Regions from separate parts of the Triticum aestivum genome. Here region 1 is linked to region 2. Evidence: chromatin contacts called from public Hi-C data. All regions are on one chromosome and are shown on one strand. Each heading gives the region's core, a stretch centred on a gene start, on an enhancer-like site or on the middle of the called end of the contact. The rest is flanking DNA. Distances are from core to core; before and after follow the strand shown. Region 1 holds the start of LOC123188161 (interferon-related developmental regulator 2). Region 2 has its middle 110 kb from the start of LOC123191606.

Region 1 (5,653 bases), core at 2,981-5,480, 210 kb after region 2:
GTTTGAAAAACCACAACAAGTTGGGCGCGAAGGCTAAAATAGGTGTGTGCATTGGGCGCACTGCCGACCTAAACGAAAAAGAGGATGGACGACGAGCGGGCGGGCGACCGACCCAAACGGACAAAAATGATGCGTTTGGTTGCTCGCATTGTTTCCTACCCATTTGCATACTTGTCCTAGTTGGGGCCTAGTTGAGCATATGCAGGCAAAAAATCAGCATCTACATGTTGATTGGTTGCCTGCATATCCTCTCCCTGCATGGTAGTGACGCCTCTGCGCACTGTGTTTGGTTGCTCGCATGATATGTGGTAAGATGAGTGCATGTTCTTTGGTTACATACGGGCATAGAGTTGTGCTCACCTTGTATCCTACTTGGTGAGCTTATGAATACTACTACACCTTACACACGATCACACCGAGCACACCAACGCCACAAACATTGCTATGACAATGCACTGGACGAAGATGATGAAGTTCTTCAGCCCTACGGACGATCCACCTTGCCAACCTCAACCTTGCTGCATGAATGCTCTCGCACATACTTGGAGTAAGCATCTTCTGCCGCCTGCCTAGTCTTAAACCCTCTGCGGCTGCTGTCGCTGTACCCTGAAACTTGTTTGTTGCAAGCTTCCCATGAACTATAAATCCCTGGAACCCTACCTTCGAGCATCACATACCACTTGCCCTAGCAGTGCAAGTGAGCAACAAGTTGAAGCAACAAGCATTGAAACACACAAACATCAAGCAATGATGAACTCTAGGAGTAAGCAATGGAGCAGAAGAGCATTAGTAAACATGCATGATCATAGCAAGTTCAACCTATCACTAATTTGGTGTCATCCTACCACTACATCCAAAAGAGGGTGTAATCCTACCACCGCGAGGATCACCGTGAGGGGTTAGTATATACCACCTCACCAAAATATACAGACTATAAGATTGTTTTCAAGCCCTAACTACACAAAATATACGTTGTCATCGTCGTCCTTGTCGCCATCGTCGTCGGGGGTCATGCACGCCATCGCCACCAGCAGAAGCAAGTGCTTCCATGCACGCCATCGTAGTAGTGCTTGCCCAGCCAAGTCCTCAACCAGAGCACCCTGTGGGTAGCTCCCATGGCAACAAATACAACACTCTGGGCTTTGTTATCCAGCAGGTAGCTGAGAGCCACCATGAGAGCCTCTGGGATGAAGCCAATCTGCTCCATGACGACGCCGTAGGGCTCAGGGTGGGCGTCCGCACTCTCGCTCTCCTTGATGGCGGTGGCCACCTCCTTCATTGTCTCAGTTATGTCACTGAAGACGCTCAGCTCCTCCTCCATGAAGCCTCCTAGCTTCCTCTTCCTATCAAGCACAAGAACGTGCTCACCATCCTTCTTAGGAGCATCAACGTTGATGGTGTCTGACTCCTGGGTGTCTGGATACTCGGCCATCGACGAGCCCAGTGGCTGACCAGAGCCCATGGCATGCTTGCCGGTTGCCAGCTCGATGAAGAAGATCCGCTATATATGGTGGTAGTTCTTGATATGTGTGTTGAGAAACTCTGCATCCTTGGGGTGAGCCTAAGAAGAAACAAGGCAGAGAGGTTAGTTAAATATGGCAATGGTTCATAGGCTTAAACTGTTGGTTTGTTAGAATGATATGGTTTGTGAGCTAATCATGATGTGGCCTTGGTAGTTCTCTGGCTCCAAAAGGATCGAGCGGGTGTTCTCATCCCATGAAGCATCGCCGAGGTCTCTGAACTTGGACGCGGTGATCCACCTCGCTCTCCACTTCCTTATGTGGTTGTACACCCTGGATCGAGGTGACCTTCTGTCCGCAGAAGTCGAACATATGCTTTGCAACAAGGTTCAAATGCACCTCCAAACCCTTGTTAGTCCTCACCCCACTAGCTATGACTCACACATCTTGTTAAGCACAAAAGTGGAGAGTAATGACTGCCATTTCATACTGTTCCCCTACTATCCTTCTTCTCCTTTGTGGCTGCCTTTTGAGTAACAACATTGGGCTGAGCCAACACAAATGGAGGGACCGTAGGCGGCACTTCAAAAACGTCTGAATCAGAAGGCATCTGGTCCATAGGAGTGTGGTAGTCCTCGACGTATGACAGCGGGAACTGGCTCTCGGGCAGCATGAGGGCCTGACTAAACTCTTGCGTGGTCATGTCCTACAAACGTAAGCGTCATCAACAACACAACACACTACATAGACAGTAGGAGCTAGGAGTACAACATGGACATATCGAACTAGCAGTAACACATGCACACATGGATGATCTAGTTGAAGATAGCACTACCAAATCCATCATAGCATACCACAGTTCAACACAGCATAACAAAGCAGTAATCACGGACACATGTTGTTCAACATTTGCACAGTAGCATACCACACATCTAAGCATACTATCCATCCATCCATGACCACTAGCTACCAATGCTGGCTCACATGGAAACAACCCCTAGCATGCTCCAAATCCATCACAAGTAGCTACTACAACATCATAGTCAAACAGATTGGAAGATCTAACCCTATCACATCGACAAATCTAGTTAGAACTAGTAGAGAGGAGATGATGATTGAACTTAGAGACGCCATCGGAAGAGCCGCGGAGGAGGTGAGGAGTCGATCCGCCGTCGCAGTCAACCGGTCACTGGAGTAGTTACACCGCTTACCTCGTCGTCGAAGTGGATTCACGCCGGAGAGAAAGCTCGAGATGGGGGAAATGGTGGCGGGAGTTTTGCCGCGGTGGTCGCCCTGGATACCGAATCGGCGGGCGGTGACTCGAATTCGTCCCGCCACATTTTCAGAGATGCGCCATCGCTCCCGCCATCTCCCTGCCTGCAGCTGCGCGGCGCGACGTTTCCCTCCCGTGCATCGCTCGCTGGCAGGGCCGGCTGAGCATTGCTTTAAGTTTCGTCCGGACCGAAATTTGAACGCGACCCAGATAACCAAACAACACAAAATCATTCCGCCCGAACCTGGCTGAACCTAATGCGAGCAACCAAACGCGTTTAAAATGAACAAAACGCGGATCGTTGGAGTTGCTTTTATGTATTGGAAGAAGCCTAAGCATGGAGCTCCCCCGCAAAAAAAAAGAGCCTAAGCATGGAGCCGCCCTTCGTCAGCAGTGGAACCCGTGGCTCCGACGGACGCAGCTTCGGTACCTGTGGGCCAAAGGAAAGCATCGTCCGGCTCCGACACCAGGCTCGAACACTCTTGCTGTGGAGCGCGTCGGCTGCTAATAAACGTGGCGGGATCCCACCTTGAGCGGTCCTGCGGGCTTTCCTGCCAGGTGCCAGCGAACGGCAGGTCGGCACGGCGCAGCGAGCGGCCTACACCTCAGAGCAACCCGCGTGTCACCGCAAACACATGTCCTCGGATAGGATAGCCGACGCGCCGCGGTGGGGGCTCGGCGCCACTTGCCGCTTGCCACGGCGCCGCGCGCAATCGAGCCGAGCGGTATGGTGTCGACACGGTTTGAGACTCTGAGGCCGTCGACGTGGGCGCCCGAGGCCGGTTGCCCGCGCGCTCGCTCGCCACACAGCAGCGCCTGGGTCTGCTGAACCGTACGGGGGAGTCGGGGAGAGAATATCCGGCGAGCAATTCCGGACCAGCGGCATCTTGCTTATCGCACCCCTGAAAATTCTCATCACAAGGAAAAAGATGCCATGCAGGGACGTGCAAGGGTCCGTGGCCGATCCGGCGTAAGTTTGACGGCCAAACATCACGCCTAGCCAGTGAGTCACTCCATCATTATTAACACAGAAGGGGCGTGATTCAACGCTCTATTTTTGGGCGTCTATTTAAACACGCTCTCCCACTTGATTTAGGTCGTGGTAACACGGCAGGGTGGCCTGTGTTGCGAATCAGTGTCAAAGTTTTGTAACTTCACACCAACGCTTTTTCCGGTGAATTTTGCTTTGCAGTATACCCTTCTTGTTGCCCACAAGCTATGCATGCCATGTTTCGCTCCATGAGGTGAAACGCACGTCCTTGACTCCTTGTGAAACGCAAGGCGGTGTATTGTATGAGTTTGATAAAAATGATGATGATCCGTCTGAGTTCATCACGTTCGAGTTTCTCATCAGAAAAAGCAAACGGAGCCGAGGAAAAGAAGCCATCGACCGATCGACGGCACTCGTACCGTGCCCTAGTTCCCAACTCGGACCCCGCCTCCCTCCCTCTTCCCCCCTCCACCGCTCGTTTATATTTGCCCCGTTCCCCACCCCGCACGCCCGAAGCCGCCTCCCCCCGCCCTCCCCCGCCGAGCCCAAGAGAGAATCGGAGACCACGGCCCGGCCAGCTCCTCCCCGACCCCGCGCCCTCCTCGCTACTACATGGCAGCTCCGCGTCTCCACGGCCAATCCGACTCCGAGACCCTCAAGAACAACCCCTGCTTCTGCTTCTGCTTCTCCTGCCCCTGTCCTCAGCCGCGCGCCGCGCATCTCGATTCCGCCGCCGCCGCTGCCCCCGCCCGCGCCCGCTCCTGATTGGGCCCTCGCGTGCGCCGCGTCCTGACTCCTGACCGACTGTCGCTGCGCGGGTTCTTGCGCGGTGCCGGTGGTTTCTTGCTGCGATTCTTCCTAGGACGCCGTCCGTTTCTTGATTCCGGTTTCTTGCTGCCGCGCGGCCTCGCCATGGGGAGGAGTAAGTCTTTGTTTCGCCGGCTGCTTGTTGCTCCTCTCTTTCCAGCTGATTCGGCTGTGGGGTTCTGATTCTGATTGGTTTTGGGGTGGCGCGTCTTCCTCAGGCAAGAAGAGCAAGGCCCGCGGCGCCGGAGGGGACGACCTTCTGGACAGCAGCGACGCCGACAGCGTGGGCTCGTCGTCCACCGCGCTCTCAGATCTCTCCATCTCGTACGCCACCGAGAACGTCAACTCGCACGAGTTTGTTCTCGACAAGTACATCGACGCTCTCTACGAGAAGAGGTTGAGCTCTATAGCATTTCTTTATTTGTGCTATCACCTGCAGCAGTCTATGCCCAACGTGTGCTATGCAAATAGATGGGTCGTTACTGGTGTAGTGTGGTAGCATCACAATAGAGAGGAATGATGGTTTGGCAGCTGGTCCTAGTCGGCTGGCAAATGTTGATTCTGTGGATAGATTAGGATGATGTTGTTAACCTGACATTTGATATACAATGCTACACGGCTTCATGTTGGACTAGACCCTCTCCTTTACCTGTTGGGTTTTACAAGAACTTAGTAGCTTGGACTGGGCCTCCAGTGTTTGGTTCAGTCTATATCTGATTGAATTTAGGCCATGATGATTGATTGAAAAAACTGCATTATCCTGTAGCTCATGTTTTTATTACTTGCTGGGTCATCGATTGTTGTTATATTATGAAGTTATGTCAAGTTCTACTCAGGAAGCCTTTCATAGGTAGCTCATTTGTGAAATTTGACTTCTGATAAGTAATAACTAGCGAGTATGCCTTTCATAGTCGGCAAATTTAACTTCATGTTTTGATTAACCGGACATTCCACCCTTTGCATCAGCCCCATCATGTAAAATGTAGAAGTAGTCATGTTGGTTTTGTTTAGTGCACTCAATATAGTATTATTTATATTTGAGCAGGGGGTCTACAAGAGAGGCAGCATTGGCTTCGTTGGTTGATGCTTTCGAAAGTTTTATGCTTGGTGGTCTTGTTGAGA
Region 2 (5,639 bases), core at 1,443-3,942:
AATTGTTATTGGATCATCGACCACTTGAAAAACAATTCATCTATACATTTGAAATCTGAGAAAATAAATTGTAGTATTTGTAGTAATACATAAGGCACAACTTTTCATACCTATTTCTTTTGCATGGCAGAAACATCAATAATTAAAATTAGAAAATTGATAACTGCAACTAATCGCGAAGGAGGGAATGGGATTTTCTTCATATACAATGAAGTTGATGTTTAAGAAAGAATTGGATAATATGGACAGAGATAAACAGATATAATTTGTAAAAAGTATAAAGCTGACTTAAAGATAACTATTTTAGAAAAGAGGCCGTTGTAAACCATGTGGGAAAAAATGGGCTACTTGCAACTGCATACAATGTAAAAAGGGGAAACCACAAAACCATCTAAATTTGAACTGTCTTGCTTATTGGCTAATTAGCTCCACAATAGATCGGTGTACTTTGTACCGCAAACATACCATTGAAAGCTCAAAAGCACGGCTTCATGACCTATCCACATGAATTATTTAAGTGTGTGGCATGATTATCATCAATTGATCCATGATTTTAGGAATGATGATTTGGGGTTGAGCGAAACAATGTGCAGCAAAAGACTCCGAGATCTAGAGTTTAACAGATAAATGGCACCGCAAAAAGATTGATCAACAAAGCAATGTAGGTGTCCTAGACTCCTCCTCCTCCTCGCCATAGACCTGCACACAACACATTGGCAAAATAAGAATTGGGGATCTGGAGGAAGAGTGCCAAGCAAGCACGCAAGCAATGCATCTCTAAGTTTAGCAATCAATTGACCCAAGAATCATAATTAATTTAAAAATACCGATGAAGGAGCATATAAAGATAGATACACTTCAATGTGAAATTGTAAATAATTTTGAGGAGAGAGAGAGAGAGAGAGAGAGAGAGAGAGAGAGAGAGAGAGAGAGTAACCAAAGATGAAATATGGACAACATTTGAAGGCATTAGTTTAAATCAAATAGGACTCTTGGTGCCTAATCAACATTTAATGTAGTACGTATCCTCCCTCCTCTAATCTGTACAAATGAAAGAAGAAGAATGATGTGTGTAAAGAAGACGTACCCATGGTAATCTAAACCCACTAAAATGACACGCAAACTCAAATGTGGCAAACAATAAGAATTGTTGTTAAGCATATGAACTTTCTCTCCATATATCCGATATAGTGCAAATAGTGTATAAAATATTTTAGAAATATTATCTGGGTAGGTGCAAAAGGTTGAACTGAAATCACACGTGAAGCCAGTACTCCCTGCAGGACGCAGGATCCGCTCATTCACTTGCAATCTTAGCTATTTTAATTTGAACTCAAAGAAGAAGACCACTCAAACCATCTAATACAAAAAGCCAAAATATTATTTTTGATTCTTGTATTGAAACAAGAAGAACTGATAGCCGATGCAAAGTTTAGATCAGAAAGGTGAATATATAATCTACGCACAAAACTGAAAGCATCTACGTAGGTGTAGGCCGAGTACAATATCCAATTTGTACGCAATTCAGAAATCACGGGCTGTACTGTTCCAAACCTTTGGCGGAGTATCTACGAAGAGCCACACCTTCTGACATGTCGCGCCGATATTTGAATCCATTTGGTAGACGTCCACTTGTTTCAAAAACAAAATAAAATCAGCAGACGTCCAGCCTGCAACTGCAAGTGCAACTCACAATATGTTCGTCAGTTCGGCAAAATTTCATGTTTTGACCCTTTTTCAAAACCTATTCGAGATCTGACTCTAAGTTGAAAAATTTTCGAGATCTGACCCTTTTGCTACCGCCAGAGTCCATGGCAGTAGGGTCTAACAGCCTACCGCCAGAGACTTTAGCGGTAGAAAACATCTCTACCGCCAAACGGGCTGGCGGTAGCCTGCACAACCCTACCGAAGGTGCTTGGCACGAGCACGCACTGTGTTCAATACTTAGGCGGGTTTTGGTGGTAGGGCATGCAACCCTATCGTCAGGGTCCTTGGCGGTAGGCTGTTATACCCTACCGTCATGATCCCTGACAGTAGCAAAAGGATCAGATTCTAAAAAAAATTTCAAACTAGGATCAGATCTCGAATAGGTTTGAAAAAAGGGTTAAAACACGAAATTTAGCCAGTTTTATCTCCCACAAGCGTTACATTCACTGGCAGCAAAGGGAATCCGTACCACTAGTACTGACGCGGTGGTTCATAGTAGCACATGAAGATACCTCTAGGGAAACACAGATAAATTTGATTCAAATCCATGAAGGATCCGACCGTGTCAGCCCTGTTTTCTCTTGTTTTTGCCGGCTAAGTTTTCTGAGCTGTCGTCGATGTGGGCATGCCCCTCAGTAGACCTACAGATGGAGCTGTCATTTCAGCTTAAGAAAAGGATGTCTGTACGCAATCCTCGGGAGCGCATATAATTTGGGCCTGGCCGCGACACGGCACTGCTAAACTATTGCGTTTCCGGATGAGGTCCCTGAGAAGCAAGTTGCATGGGAACGCCCAGATCCTCCAGCGTTCTGAGCCGAAACCATTTTCGGTCGCATCGGATAGGTCTCTGCGCCGGTGGTTGCGGTGACAGCTTTGACATGATGTTTCTTGGAACGAGATGGCGATCTTGTTCTGGAATGCGATGTTCCTTCCTGTCTTTGTAGATGAGCTTGCTCGTGTGCAGGATTCGGTCATAGTCGTGCGTGCAATTCCGTTTTCATTGGTGCCGAGATCGGTTCAATTATTTGGGAGGATTTGCTATTGTCGGTGTCAAGATTAATTGAGAACAACTAGAGATCTTATCCATTGTGATGGCCAGATATCATCAGATATCACCCGAATACGTAGTTGTTAGGGAAAAAGGCGTGCGAGTTCATGGCGTACGCTTGTTGTTGAAGGAATGAACACCTCTGCTTCGTCTTCCTTTTCCTTTCTTTTCTTAAAAAAATGGAAAGTTTCTCCTTTTCCAACCAGAACGAAGATAGTCGGAGGTTTCCACATGCATGGGAAATGTGAAGCTTTCTTAATGTTTAATCGATCTTCTTTAGTGGTGTTTCTTTCCTAGGCGAAACTCGTGGCGATGGTGGCAGTCTCCATCCACCTCTGTTAGGATCTGAGCCAGTTAAAACGTGTCGAGTAAAGCATGGATGCTACTTGTATCTGCATCGAAAAAATTGCGTAAAAAGTGGCCGATATATACAACTGGTGCCTCCGGAGTAGCTGCCGCTCAGCCCGTCAGCCTTGTGTCTCGTCGTCGTTTCGGTTCTGTGTTTCAAGATTTGTCAGGTTGTGTATCACTGATGGACTGCGGTTCTACCCACTTCCCTTTCATCTACTGTCGGCCGGATGCATGCATGCTTCTGATTAGATGTAAGTTTACTGAGATTTGTAGTAGTAATAATAGACTGTATATTTCCCCAAGTCAAATCTCATCAGTATCACCGGGTACCACGCTAGACCGAGACGCCAACGGCAACGGATAGCGTGACTGTATCAGACAGCAACTCTTTTCCGCTCCTTCGTACGGCTGGATCGATCTACAGGAGTAGTATAGGTAGGTAGGGAACTTATATATGATATCTCAAGGAAGTCTGGTAACTACGCAAGGGTCGGTGCATCTTGCACAAACGTTGGAACACATCGGCCGTGCCCACGAATGCGCACGGTACAGAGGCTGCACCGATTGGCGACATGGTGGATGGATAGGGGGGAGACCTCGCTTTCCAAGTTTCGGGTGCACGGCTCGCGCCCATGTTGCGTTGCGCCCGTTTGCAACGGCAGCTCGAAGGTCTCGGCCCATGCCTCATCTAGCTTCGTCATCAAGAAGGCGGAATGAGAGGAACAGCCCAATAGGCAAAGGTGGTCACCATCTATCCATCTCGGCGATCCACTACAGACTATGCAAACTGAACAGGTCATCACTGTACTGTTTCTTTTTTTTGGAGGAATCACCGAATTGTTTGTCTTATCAGAAAACACTGAACTGGTACCAATATGCACCAAAATATCAAATACTGAACTGGTACCATTTTTTTATCACAATACAGGCACATACACACATACACACATACACTCATCACTGTAAACCCACGCACACTCATCCTACCCTATGAGCACCTCTAAAAGATTAAGCCGACACATTATCTTGAGATTGACGAAGTCGGCACAAACGCTTTCGTAGTCGACATGAACATCTGCTCCCAAACATAACCGGAAGACCTGATATAAATAAAGGAAACTGCGAACACTAGTGAATTGAAATTTGGTGAGCTTTTTTTTTTGAGACACTGAAATTTGGTAAAAAAGGCCCTCGCGTCGCTCCCTCGCGTCTGAAATTTGGATCAGAACATTAAGGTAAAAAAGGCCCTCGCGTCGCTCCCTCCCCAGGGGCGACACGGGCGGCGACCAAATCGCCAAGGCCTCCGGCCACCACACCCAATCCCACCCCTCGCCGTCGCCGGCGCCTCCTGCGGGCAAAGCTCTCATGGAGCAGGCGGCGGCGGGGCTCCTTTTCTCGCGGTGGGCGGCTCCTCTCACGAGCGGGGGATCTCTGAGCGGGGCGACGTCGGGCGGAGGGCGGCGGCCGGAGCGGCGTCGTGCCTCTTGCGGGCGGCGAGTGGGGCGCCGGGGCGGCGGCCTCGGTCCGGGCTCCTGATGTGGCCGGGGTGTGGACGGCGCGCGCTCGCGCAGCGGCGGCTCGGATCCGGCTGTGTGCGTGGGGCGCGGTGACTGGCCGGGCGCGGTGGTTGCAGGCGTGCGTCGGGCGCGGTGACCAGCTGGCGTGGCGGGTGTGCTCCTCTGGAGTGCGAGGTGTGCTGCGGAGGGAGAACATTAAGGTAAAAAAGGCCCTCGTGTCGCTCCCTCCCCAGGGGCGACACGGGCGGCGACCAAATCGCCAAGGCCTCCGGCCACCACACCCAATCCCACCCCTCGCCGTCGCCGGCGCCTCCTGCGGGCAAAGCTCTCATGGAGCAGGCGGCGGCGGGGCTCCTTTTCTCGCGGCGGGCGGCTCCTCTCACGAGCGGGGGATCTCTGAGCGGGGCGACGTCGGGCGGAGGGCGGCGGCCGGAGCGGCGTCGTGCCTCTTGCGGGCGGCGAGTGGGGCGCCGGGGCGGCGGCCTCGGTCCGGGCTCCTGATGTGGCCGGGGTGTGGACGGCGCGCGCTCGCGCAGCGGCGGCTCGGATCCGGCTGTGCGCGTGGGGCGCGGTGACTGGCCGGGCGCGGTGGTTGCATGCGTGCGTCGGGCGCGGTGACCAGCTGGCGTGGCGGGTGTGCTCCTCTGGAGTGCGAGGTGTGCTGCGGAGGGAGATCCTGCTCGTCTTCTCTGCTGCTTCGCCTGTGCAGCTCCGATTGGATCTGGTGCAAGGTGCATCGATCTGGGTGATGCGCTTCGCGATGCGGCGTGGGTTGCTGCGGTGGAGGTGGCTACGGTGGTGCTACGGTGGTGGACGGCGGCTTCGGCCAGGGGGTGGTGCGTGTCTGGTCGCGGTGGATCGTGGGATCCCGTGGCAAGAATGAGGTCGGCCTCAGCAGGTGGTGGCTGGTGGGTGGCGGTCGGTGGTGGTAGGTGGTCGGCGCATCTTCGGGAGAAATCTTTGCTCCGGCCTTCTTCGGAGCCGGCGACGGCGGTGCCCGCAGGTGCCGTGATCTT

The links. A called contact is a pair of places that touch in the nucleus more often than the background predicts.
Region 1: a Hi-C map of an unstated tissue shows a contact between it and region 2, with 9 times the contacts expected there. The contact joins the promoter of LOC123188161 here to the enhancer-like site in region 2. A contact is called at or near these places in 2 of 5 Hi-C or Micro-C datasets (leaf and an unstated tissue) and 1 of 1 datasets of contacts at active chromatin or transcription factors (leaf).

What each region holds. Positions count from the first base shown.
Region 1 is chr2A:166,403,194-166,408,846 of IWGSC CS RefSeq v2.1, forward strand. LOC123188161 (interferon-related developmental regulator 2) reads left to right here and starts at 4,231. Exons shown (of 13, transcript XM_044600205.1): 1 at 4,231-4,646; 2 at 4,750-4,927; 3 at 5,577-5,653. The coding sequence starts at 4,637.
Region 2 is chr2A:166,189,984-166,195,622 of IWGSC CS RefSeq v2.1, forward strand. No RefSeq gene overlaps it. Among protein-coding and RNA genes, the nearest start is that of LOC123191606, 110 kb to the left of the region's middle. Within about 2 kb of position 2,693, at least 1 of the 8 cell types and tissues checked has an H3K27ac peak or open chromatin away from gene starts, as enhancers often do.